3 separate regions of the Mus musculus genome follow, and regions 2 and 3 are each linked to region 1. A link is a contact called in public promoter capture Hi-C data. All regions are on one chromosome and are shown on one strand. The core of a region is the stretch at or near the end of the contact, and the rest is flanking DNA. Distances in the headings are between cores, read along the strand shown.

Evidence for each region. Promoter capture Hi-C pulls out the DNA fragments that hold promoters and counts their contacts.
Region 2: a promoter capture Hi-C map of pre-B cells shows a contact between it and region 1, with 6 times the contacts expected there. The contact joins the promoter of Ccdc77 here to the promoter of Hdhd5 in region 1. A contact is called at or near these places in 15 of 39 promoter capture datasets (the 3T3-L1 cell line, 3T3-L1-derived adipocytes, the C10 cell line and 9 more), 7 of 484 Hi-C or Micro-C datasets (CD4 T cells, CD8 T cells, the N1E-115 cell line and 2 more), 3 of 115 datasets of contacts at active chromatin or transcription factors (effector CD8 T cells, memory CD8 T cells and pancreatic cancer cells) and 3 of 9 other capture datasets (adipose tissue, liver and pancreatic islet).
Region 3: a contact with region 1 is called in a promoter capture Hi-C map of neural stem cells. The contact joins the promoter of Slc25a18 here to the promoter of Hdhd5 in region 1. A contact is called at or near these places in 19 of 39 promoter capture datasets (the 3T3-L1 cell line, 3T3-L1-derived adipocytes, the C10 cell line and 12 more), 5 of 15 datasets of contacts at CTCF or cohesin (embryonic stem cells, large pre-B cells, pro-B cells and 1 more), 10 of 484 Hi-C or Micro-C datasets (embryonic stem cells, extraembryonic endoderm stem cells, palatal mesenchyme and 2 more), 21 of 115 datasets of contacts at active chromatin or transcription factors (astrocytes, cardiomyocytes, differentiating embryonic stem cells and 12 more) and 5 of 9 other capture datasets (adipose tissue, embryonic stem cells, liver and 2 more).

The regions. Positions count from the first base shown.
Region 1 is chr6:120,528,861-120,532,697 of GRCm38.p6, forward strand. It overlaps Hdhd5 (haloacid dehalogenase like hydrolase domain containing 5), which reads right to left and starts at 2,439. Exons shown (of 8, transcript NM_144815.2): 1 at 2,307-2,439. The coding sequence starts at 2,432.
Region 2 is chr6:120,354,765-120,358,707 of GRCm38.p6, forward strand. It overlaps Ccdc77 (coiled-coil domain containing 77), which reads right to left and starts at 2,603. Exons shown (of 12, transcript NM_001381936.1): 1 at 2,563-2,603.
Region 3 is chr6:120,771,872-120,775,924 of GRCm38.p6, forward strand. It overlaps Slc25a18 (solute carrier family 25 (mitochondrial carrier), member 18), which reads left to right and starts at 1,897. Exons shown (of 10, transcript NM_001081048.2): 1 at 1,897-1,913.

The DNA.
Region 1 (3,837 bases), core at 1,189-3,688:
GAAGGAGACTGACTAAGTAAAGGCTCCATTTTCCTTCCACTAAGCAGGTAAGAGCTGCAGGGGAGTGGCCTCTTCCCACTCCCCTTATACACAGTCTCCCAGGCTTAGCCCATGGGCCAAGTTGAAGGTGGGCAGGAAAACTGGAAAAAAGGAGATACCAACTCAAATCAGTATGGCTGTCACTTCTAGCTGGGCGGCGGTGGTGCACACCTTTAGTCCCAGCACTTGGGAGGCAGAGGCAGGCGGATTTCTGAGTTTAAGGCCAGCCTGGTCTACAAAGTGAGTTCCAAGACAGCCAGGGCCATACAGAGAAACCCTGTCTTGAAAACAAAACAAAACAAAAAAAAAAAAAAAAAAAAAAAAACCACCTGTCGCTTCTAACCACCAGGAAATAGCAGCCAGCGACACTTAGCAAGTCTCTCACGCTTACAGGAAATACAGAGTCAAAAGTCTCCAAGGCTGATCCCACTGCACCTCAGCTCAGGAGAGTACACTGGGCTCCAGGCCAAGCGCAGAACAAATGTATCTTTCTTTATTCTACCAAACTTTGAGGAGGGATCTCTCTCCAAATGTCCTGTTATCTAGCAAAACTGTATCCCTCCCCACCAAAAAAATCAGCTACAAAGAAGTGACCAGTTATTTACCTAACTTGTATGATGCCTGGGTTCTTTTCTCAGCTCCTTCCCCCCATCAAAGAACCAACTCCTGAGAGAGTAATGAGTCAAAGGCTTCTTTCTCTGCTGCTTTTACAAGCGCTGGGTCCAGAATTCCAATTCAAACTGAGCTAGCAGCCAAGCTGGGGCCCTTTTCATCACTCCTTGGGCTGTTCTGGAATTAAGTGAGGATTCTGGGAGGGGCTGAGGTCTCCATCTGGCCACACCGCTCACATCCCCTGCTTCAGCTTCTGGCGAGTTCAGGTCCACCCCTTGTAATCAGTCTATTTCCTCTAATCGGCATATCTCATTCATACTCAGTGCTCTCTCAGGATTCCTGCAGCCCTTCCCTCAAAAACTCAAAAAATTCCTAGGACTCATGGGTAAATTTCAGAGGGCCCATAGAAGCCCTTACTTTTTTTTTCAGAGTTTTGGTCTGATTTTCTCATCTTACTCTTCCCACAGAGAATCAGCATACAGGTCTGAAAAGCTAAGAGGGTAGGATTTCTCTATAAACACCATGCTTAGACCCCTCTAGGGGTTCAGTAATGGCTGTTGTGTGACCCCAAGGATAGCTGGGACGCACTTCCCTTGAGATAGCAGTTCAATTTCATTTCTGTCCCATTGTGAATCCAAGCAACACTGCTCTGGATCCCTGAAAGCGGGCCTAGTGGCACATGCCTGAAAACCAGCACCTAGGAAGCAGAGGCAGGTGGATGGGTCAGCAAGGACTTTTGGCTAGCCTGGTCTACAGGTCAGTTAGGGAACGTATTGTGGCTTCTCACACAAACACACAACAAATCTATTCACTTATAATTTCAAAATAAGTCGAGAGAAGTGTGTTAGGCATGGTAATAGCACTGTGGTTCAGTGTAAAACGCCTCTTTTAAAGCTTCCCACACAGTTTAGGGTTTAAATAATAAAAACTCCAGGATTTAAAGTATTACAGCCATAAAGCGGGAGAGAGAAGCAGGTGCGCCAAAACGAAGTGATTAGTTGTTTGAAAAATAAAAATATGGAATTCATACTCTCTCATAATTTTTGGAAACTCACATTAAAAAAAAAAAAAATCAAAGCCCAGCAAGAAGGCTAAGCTGTTAAAAGTTTGTTGAACAAGGCTGAAGATGAGTTCCACATAACACACACTGGAAGGTGAGAACCCCAAAGTTGTTCTCTAACCTGCCTACTACTCCTTTCTCTCTCCCTCTCCCTCTGTCTCACATACACACAACACATGATGATGATGATGATGATGATGATGATGATGATGATGATAACAGTTCCTTTGCCTTGATGGCTGCACACCTGAGCCGTACAGTTTACTGGCCATATTCAAACAGTTACCTTTTTAGAAATAAGAATCCGCGAACCCTTACTTCGAGCAGAAGTGGAAACGAATTAACTGCTGAGGCACATTCCTGACGCGCGGGAAGGAGCTGCGAACCCACCCGAGGCTGACCTGGGGTTGGTTTTTCTCCGGACAAGGACTCTTCCAGCGGGTGGAAGGTGCGCACCCGGACACCGCTTCGGGAAGGACGAAGGGTTCCGCGGCTCCACGGTCTCCGGGAGGGCGGCCCCAGGCCAGGATGCTCAGTGGCCCGCACGGCCCTCCCGCCCGCAGGCCCTGCGAGTGCAGACCCCATGCGTCCTCACCTCAGCGCTGCCCGCGATGTAGCCCCTCCGGGGCCCGCAGCCCTGGAGCCCCGCAGACAGGCGCACAGGCAGTTTCCACAGATGGCGCCCGGCGCCGAGAACCCCTAACCCGGCGAGCGCAGCCATCGCGCCCGTCGCGCGCACGCGCAGACTGTGTGTCTCTCCCACTCTCGAGCCCGGTGCCCCCTTCCCACGCACAGCCGAGCAACCAATCAGCGGCCGCCCGCGCAGGGCCTCTCGGGGGTTGTAGTCCGACCGTGGAGCTCGGGCTCGGGTTGCGAGTTCGGAGCGGAGAGCGCGTTCCTGACACTGAATGGCGAGGCTCTGGGTCCCTCGCTTCCCCGAGAGGAGACTTGGGGTCAGCGAGTATCGACTCGCGGCCACCCGTGCTGGGAGGACAGACACCTGACCAATCAGTGCACCTGCTGACTTCCGGGAGCGTGTTCCTCGGCACTTTTTGGAGCTGGGGTGACCGTGTGGAACAAGGCAGCCTAACCTTGAATTGGGGAAGAAGACCATTGTTTTGAGACCTAAATCCTCTGAGCCTCATCCAAAGAATGTTGAATGGCGTGCTGCTTCTTACTCTTTAAAATCTTTTACTCAGTAAACATGCGCGGCAGTCCTACTTCCTGCGGGCTCTGACCCAAAATCCGGGAAGGAAAGATCTCCTTGATTCACACTTGGTAGGGAGGCTGGGATCAGTGTACGAAACAAGGTAAAAAAAAAAAAAAAGAGCACTGTCCCGAGAAGTCAGATAATGGATTCAACAAACATGTAATGTGTACAGCTAAGCACTCTGAGGAGAGAATACGCTTAGGTCAGTGAGCAAGGACAGTGGAAGTCAGTCTGGTCATCCTGACATAGGAGCCTGCTGCAGAAAGAACTCTCTCTTCGCTTTGTTTGAAAGGTGTGAGATGCTCTCTTCCTTAGTCTTTGACCTGTTCCTGGATATAATCATGCCAAAAAAAGTAGTGAGTCGAAGAGAATGGGTTGGAGGGTCAGGAATGCACAAGGACTCCGCGCTAACTCACTTCCGTTGTGTCCATTGCTTCTCAGCTTTGAGGACTAAGATCATAAATCAGAGTAACTGCTGTTGATGAAAAATTGGAAGATGTATTGCCGTTAGTCAAACCCACCATAGCACACAGCACCTAAGCCCAGTCAGGGGATACCCTGTCCAGGTTTGGTTTTTGTTTTGTTTTGTTTTGTTTTGTTTTAACCTCTTCCCGCTTTTCAAATAAGAAACTAATTTAGGAATAGGTGAGGTGGTGGCTCATACCTATTATCCTAGCGCTCCAGAGGCTTGCAGAAGGATCACCCCAAGACATTATCTAGATGATGATGATGATGATGATATAAAGAAACCAATTTAGCAGCCTGAGGGTTTTAAATGTACCCACACTTGTTCTAGTGACAGCCTCCCCTGTGAAAACACATATTTTACCCCTCACCAGATCTTCAGAGCTCAGTCTTCACTCCATCCTGCACTAAGTCTGGATACAACTGGTAATAGGGAGGGTCCCTCTGAAAG
Region 2 (3,943 bases), core at 1,353-3,852, 170 kb before region 1:
AACTGTTTGTTACAGGATCTTGCTATGTAGTCTGGGCTTGCCTGGAACCGGCCAGTCTCAGCCTGCCTACACCTGAACTCACATCACTTAGGTTGACATTACTATACCCAGCCAGATTCTAATCAGCCAAACAGGGGCTGCAGAGACAGCTTAGCCAACCTGAGTACAATCCCGGGTTGGGGGGGGGGGGAAGAGGTTGGGGTGGGGGAACCTAGCCGGGCGTGGTGGCGCACACCTTTAATCCCAGAATTTGGGAGGCAGAGGCAGGCAGATTTCTGAGTTTGAGGCCAGCCTGGTCTACAAAGTGAGTTCCAGGACAGCCAGGGCTATACAGAGAAACCCTGTCTCGAAAAAACAAAACAAAACAAACAAACAAAACCCCCACAAAGTTGTCCTCCGACCTCTACATACTCACACATAAACACAATAATAAATTTAAAAAAACTTTTAAAAATAAGCAATATAGTCCATGGAAATTAAGGAGACTGTCATGCCAAATTTAGAATGAACAGAGAGCCAAAAGTACTTTGTTTGACTTGCTTTTTCTACTTTTTATCTTTGACAAAGATTACCCAGGATATGTGAGGCCCAGGGTTCTAATCCTCTAGCACCAGGAAAACAAAACAAAAATTAAAAAACAGCAGAAAAAAAATCTGTATGATTATAATTTCCATCTTAACTGACAACAAGTAACTGAGGAGGAAAGATCATCTTGGTTTTTTAAGAGTGTGTGTGTGTATTTGAGTGTGTGTGTGTGTGTATGTGGGCATGTATGTACATCTAAAGAGTCAGCTTTCTCTCCCTACTCCCTGGTATCTCTAGGAGGGTCAGCCTCAAGTTGTCACCTCAACCTGCTGAGTCCTCTTATACCATTTTTATACTGTTGGCTCTAATAATTTTAAAAATATGATTATTTTATGTGTATGGGTGTTTTCCCTGCATGTGTGTCTGTGCACTAGATGCATGTTTACTGTGAGCTGCCATGTGGGTGCTGGGAATCAAACCCAGGTCCCTTGGAAGAGCTGCCTGTGTTCTCAAACACTTGAACCGTCCCTCTAGCCCCTGTCTAATGATTTAAGGGAAAGGTTAGGCCATACTTTTCTAGATTCTCATATCCAGCCTGAGTTCCAGGACAACCAGCATTATATAGTGATAGATACCTTGTTCCAAAAAAAACAAAACAAACAAACAAACAAAACAAAACAAAAAAATCACAAGCTGACAAGTGGCTACTTACAGACACGAACATTAAATAAAGCCTAGAATTCAGAACTTTCTATTTTAGAGCCTAACCTCTCTTCCCTGACTTATTTTTATCTCTTTCCCCAGATATACCCTGTTTTTATAAAATGTTTTTTTTGTTTGTTTTTTTGGACAGGATCTCACTACGGCTGGCTTGGAACTATGTAAACCAGGCTGGTCTAAAACTTACAGAGATTGCCTGCCTCTGGCTCCCGAGCACTGGGATTAAAAGCTTATACACCACGCCAGAGGCACATAATGTTCTTGGTTCTATGCCTTTGCTCATGAGCTTCCTGGCAGTTCAATTATAACTCCTTCCACAACTCTAGTAAATTCACTTAATCAAGTGTATTCTGCATGTAAAATTCATCTTAAATACTATTTCTTCCATCTCTTTCTTGAGTTTTTCCATTCAAGACGATCTAGAAAGCCAATTGTAGTGGCATCTGTCATTAAAAGCTAGCACTGGGAAGATCACCCAACATTGAGGGCAGCCTAGGGTACAGAGTTGAATTCCAGGCAAGCCCGGAACAGAGCAAGGTCTTGTCTCAAATAAACAACAGAAAAACCATAAACTGATTGTGTACTTGTACTCCCAACACTCAGAAGACCGAGACAAGAGTATAATGCCAAGAGTTTGAGACCAGTCTGGTACATATAGTGAACTGCAAGCCCACGTGGGCTGCAGAGTAAGATTCCCGAATCAAAAAACAAAAACGAATAATTAAAAAAATTTAAAAGCTTTTTTTCCCCCCTCACTGATAAATGCCTGTATTTGCAGTTTTACTATGATAACCTATCTTCCAGGCAGACAGAAGCCATCTTAATCCTACCTTGCAAGGCAGGAATGCCTCTATTTATATAAAAGGTGATGGGTTTCTGTTTTGTAGGTGTAAGAGATCGAATTGAGGGCACAGGCGTGCTAAGCAAACACTCTACATATTGGCCACAACCCCGTCCCTAAAAAGTCGTATTTACCCGCATAACCACTTTCTGAAGTATTTTTATTATCCCTTATTTTTCAAACGAGGAAATCGAAGCTTAAGCAAGTGGGAGGAAGACGGAGACGGAACTCCGTCCATCTCAGGACGTCTGGATCCTGTTCTCTGGCAAGTTCATACAGTTCTTGAGCAGATCTTTGCTCAGTCATTCTTAAAGCTCTCCGCGTCCCGGAAACTTCTCTTTTTACAGACAATCTTTCCTTGACTGGCCCTAGGTTTAGTCTCCTGTAGCTCCCTTCCGCACTGATTACTAAGGCTTTTATCCCACCATATTTACTCCCCAAAAAACTTTCACCCTTTCCCTGAAATCCACACTCACCAAGTGCTAACCCCTGGCGTCCAACAACGCAACCGAAAAACAACTCAAATCAGCGAGCATCTACAAAATCCTACCAATCGCTCACGAGCTCAGGCGGCCTTTTAGGTTGCACACCAATAGGACGGTTGTTCACCCAGCAGTACTTCCCATCTTGCCTTGCGCCTCACCGGCAGAGGTTCCTGGGAAGTGTAGTTTCTCTTCTGCACACAGCATTGCGCAAAGACAGAATGCGTGTGGAGGGGGGAGGTAAGTATCCCTTGGCTGTTAGAACTCGTTTTGACAACTCAGTCTAAACTCACTTAACTATTTTCCTTTAATGAAACCTGTTGCATAAATGACATACATAATCACGAGAACTCCTCGGAGAGTTTAGTACACATTATCATTTGTTTCGAGTGAGCCTTTAGTTTGTTTCAAGTGAGCCTAAGAAACGTTCTACAAATCCTACGGAGTTGTAAAAGCCTGTAATCCCAATTCCTGAGAAGGGACATAAAAAGGATCAGGAGTTTGAGGGGAGGGGAGGGGAGGGGAGGGGAGGGGAGGGGAGGGGAGGGGAGGGGAGGGGAGGAGAGGAGAGGAGAGGAGAGGAGGAGACAGAGTTTTCTATGCCTTAGCTTAGATGTAATTAAAGAGGGATGGTTGTGAGCCACCATATGGGTGTGAGGAACCAAACCAGGACTCACTATGTATCCAGTTTAGCTTGGATCTTGCTGTGTAGAAGCCTCAGAGATCCTCCTGCATCTACCCTCAAATTCTGGGACTCAGGCATAAGCCCAGTGTATGGGAGGCAGGGGCAGCCAGCTGGGTCTACACAGCAAGTTCTAGGGCAGAACTACACCCTTAAACAAACAACAAACAAAACAAACACACAGAGAGGTATTATAGCTCATCACCTCTGACTCCAAACACATTTTAATGGCTCTTTGCTTGTTTGCTCAGTCATTGGATTCACCCTGCGACTGAACTAAGGCTTCAGGAATCATGGTCCTGCCGGGCGTGGTGGCACATGCCTTTAATCCCAGCACTCGGGAGGCAGAGGCAGGCCTCAGATTTCTGAGTTCGAGGCCAGCCTGGTCTACAAAGTGAGTTCCAGGATAGCCAGGGCTATACAGAGAAACCCTGTCTCAACAAAACAAAACAAAACAAAACAAAACAAAACAAAACAAAACCAAAAAAGGAATCATGGTTACTTAATGGTAAACAAGTATTCTACCACTGAACTATACTTCTCACCCAAGCCTGACTCCAAGAATTTCCCAGGGACTAACCAAAATAGAATAACAAAGAAGGAAAAACTATAAACTTTCTCTTTATCCTTTCCTATGACATGAATAGGAAAACCAATGATATTTGAAATATCATATTGAAAAAATTGTGTACA
Region 3 (4,053 bases), core at 647-3,146, 240 kb after region 1:
AAAAGGTAAACATTTTCATCTGCTGAGCCATCTCTCCAGCTCAAGGCCTCTTCAAAACATACAAAAGTAAAACAACCCAGTCCTGAGAACGTTACACAATAGAAAAGGGCATTTCTTCTATAAAATACGCTGTGTCACTTTATTTTCTAGTGTGGTTGCATGTCTATGTAATTTCTGGAACAAAGTAAGCTTTAGGATGAACACTTTTAGGAAACCTAGGTGTGTACTATGCTGGTCACATTGTTCTCTCTGATGGTGGTGGTTTCTGTTTGCCTGGAGTGGGATGGCAAGTCACTGGCTGCCAGCCCCATGCACCAGCCTCTCAGAAACCCAGCCCAGTTGCATCATGCCTTAGGCATCCAGACAGCTGCTTCCTTGTGCACCCTACTGTCCCTTAGAAAATAGAAACTTGGGAGCCTAACTTATTCTCCACCCAAAACCCCCATATTACATAATTCCTCAACAGGGAAAGCCAGATTACTAAGAATTTAGCTGTGGGCCTGGAGGAATGGCTCAGTGTTAAAAGTACTTGCTTCTCCCAGTACCCACAGAGCAACTCACAACTGCTTGCAATTCCAGTTCCAAGAGATCCAGTGCTCAGTTCTGACTTCCATTGTGCATATAAGATACAGGCAGTCATTTACATGTACAATCCTGTATGTCAATTAAAAATAGATCTACTGTAAACAAAATAGAACTTAATTCTTAGAACTTGATGTAGATCAATTGATAAGAGTGTCTGCGGCCGGTGTGGTGGCGCACACCTTTGATCCCAGCACTCGGGAAGCAGAGGCAGGTGGATTTCTGAGTTCGAGGCCAGCCTGGTCTACAGAGTGAGTTCCAGGACAGCCAGGGCTATACAGAGAAACCATGTCTCAAAAAACAAACAAAAAAGAGTGTCTATACTGTGTGTGAGGCCTCAAGTTCCAACTTCCAACTCCAGATGAAGCTGGGTGTGTGTCAGAGAGGCAGGAAGCTCAAAATCAAGTCCTCTTGTATACATAGCTTACAGCTTAGGATACACAAGATCCTATCTCAAAAGAAAGTGTCTATTCTACACAAATCATTTTGACGAAACAATGCTAAATCCTGTATACAACAAAAAATACTATCTTCTACTACTAGTGAGCTTGATTTTAAAACTTGTTTGTGCAGTATTGTTCTGATCTCTCCCTGAAAATATTAATAACGGAGAAATACCTAGCTGGAGTCTTCTGGAAGGGGAATGGCTTATGATCTGTGGCTATTATGTACATGGTGTCTTTGGCTGTGGCTCTTTTCTCCTGGGTGGCTGTAAATCCTTCCAGCTCGGCCAGGAGTGGCAAAGCTCTGAGCACCGATGCTGCTGCCTGTCAGGGCAGACTTCCCTGTCCTCACCCCCCACTTCGCTCTGGTAGCTTGGCCTTGTTGATCTGTTGCCCTGGATTCAGTTCCTTGAGCTTTTGAAAGGACAGTGTTTGTGCATTTGTTTCTGTCTCCTTTGTGCTTACAAGGCTCACTCCTCTAGTTTCCTGAGGCAGTTTTAGCAAAAGCTTTCAGTGCACAGTGAAGTGCTGTAGCAGCCAAGAAGGCAGCTGGGAAATGCCCAGATTGAGCTATTGTATCCTGGAGTCCCTGCCCCCGTGCCTCCATGACACGAATTTTAATGCAGGTGCCTTGAGACCATTTGAGGAGTGGAAAACCACAACTTGCTCATCCTGTGGGCTCATTTCTGACCACATAGGACCATTCACCCTGGTCTGGCTGAGCAGAGGTTTTGAAGCAGTGAAGCCAGCTCCTCAGATTGTATCACGAGTTTTAACTCTAGGGAAGAGTTAAGTCTTTATAGGAAGGAAGGCAAAGACAAGATCCAGCACAGCCGGGCCTGGAGTATACCAAACACAGATGTGGAGTGACCCCTAAACGCCTTGTCCGTAAGTACAGTTGCCCTTGCTGTCCTTAGGGATCGGTTCCAGAATTCCCAGTGCTAAGTCCCAGTGCTTAAGTCCCCATGTAACTTGGTATTTGCATACCATCTATGCACATGGCCCTGTATATTGTTGTCTCTTTTAAAAACCCCATGTATAGAGCTGTCACGCTGTACTGTTGAGCACTGACGAGAGAAAATGTCTGTGCATACTCAGCACAGAATCCCCACTCCCGCAGTTTGCTGCATCCACTTGAGGCCCAGCAGACTGATGAGCAGCATCTGCCTGGCACTTTGCCTGCTCCTTCAGAATACAGAGGAAAGACTACTGTCCTTTCCTCAGTTAGTAAAGGGGGACACATTGAAGGAAACCAGCCTACAGCAACCAAAGTGCTGGAAGGGATGGTGCTTAGCCAGAGGTGAAGAGGGTGAAGTCTGGTTTGTTACTCATTGCAGCAGGGTGGTTCTTGGTGTGTTCACACCATTTGGCCTGGACAGACATCAGTGCACAGGTTAAGTCTGACCTGGTATCTGTCAGACAGTAACCTACGTTATGAACAAACATCACCTAGAACCTGGTTTAAATGTAGGTTCTGTGCCTTCCTCCTCCTGCCTGATCAGCCCATGAAGTGCCCAGCCCCCTGATGTGAGACACCCTCTTTGATGATGCATCACAGACCATAAGAGCACCCCCATAGTGGAAGGACCTGGCATCAAATCTAGGGCTTTACACCTTTCTGATCTGAGCTGAATTTTACCTTCATACCTAGCGGATATATCTATCTCCACTAACGTCTCCTGAAGAACTATGGAAGGCAGCTTATGTTGCTGACTAAATGGTAACAGATGTCCTCTCATCTATACTTGGGAAGAAATAGCAAAGCTGACGAACTCCCTTACTGTCCACCCTGACTTAGGCCACCTGCTGTCTTCCTTTCATTGGTCTCAGTCCAGTTCAGTTTCCCATTTTCTCTGCACCTCAAAGTTTTCAAACTGTGGCCCTAATATCAAAACTGTAGTCCTTTGCTATCTAACAGCCTACTAATAATACATGATAGTCCCTCAGCTGCTGCAACATTTTAGTTAACAAGCTCCTGCCAGACTGCCTCTTACTGGTTTCCTGGGCTACACAAAACCTGCCTTAAAGAGATTGGTTTTCATGATGCACTCAAGATTGAAAGCCAGCCAGAAAGTTGGAAAGCTTGACTGTGTACCTGTGTCATTAGGGTATCCCGGTAACATAAGACTTGGTCATTGGGCCTGGGGGGTTGGAAATACTGCCTTCCTAGCTGACTTGGGATCTTGCAGGGCCACTCTGGAAGCAAGTAGACCTTTGATCCTGCCTGGAAATTTGCTTAAAGAGAGTTCAGGTGCATCTCTTAACTTTGCTGTACTTTTCCAGACCCATCACCCTTCTTTCTCTCTGCCTGTAACCGAACCAAAGCCAACCAAAGCTGAAGCTGCCTGCTCCCCTGATCTTCCTCTCCTGTGGGTCCTTCCTAGCTGGTGATGTCACCCCGGCTTTTTTTTTTTTTTTTCTTGTTTGATTTGGTTTGGGTTTTTCATTTGAGACACTCATGAAGCCCAAGCAGGTCCAAAATTTGCTTTCTAGCCAAATACATTCTTGATTTCCTGCTTTTCCTTTCTCTACTTCCTGATTGCCACCCTGTGCTCTGGGGATTGGTTGGACTTCATGGATCCTAGGCAGGTACCAACTGAACTACATCCCAGCCCTCCTTTGGTTTAGTTTTTGGTTTTGAGACAGTGCCACTCTGTAGTGAGGGCTGGCTTCGGGCTTATGACAATTTATGTAGTCCCACCATTTGAAGGCTGAGGTTTCAAGTCCTGGAATTACAGGTGGATGCCACTAATATTCACTGAATTCTCTCTTTAATTTGTTGGTTTTTCTTTTATGTGTTCGGGTGTTTGACTTTGTATGCTCCATGTTCTTGCTTAGAGCCCACAGAAGTCATCAACAAGTTAACGCATAATTGTAAACTGCCAATTCAGTTCTTGAAACTGAAGTCCAGTTCTTTGCAAGAACAACAATAATATTTACCTGCAAAAAGTATATGGAGCCTGGTGTGTAGCTTGATAGTGGAGTGCATGCCTGCTATCCCAGCACTCTGGAGGCTGAGACACTGGGA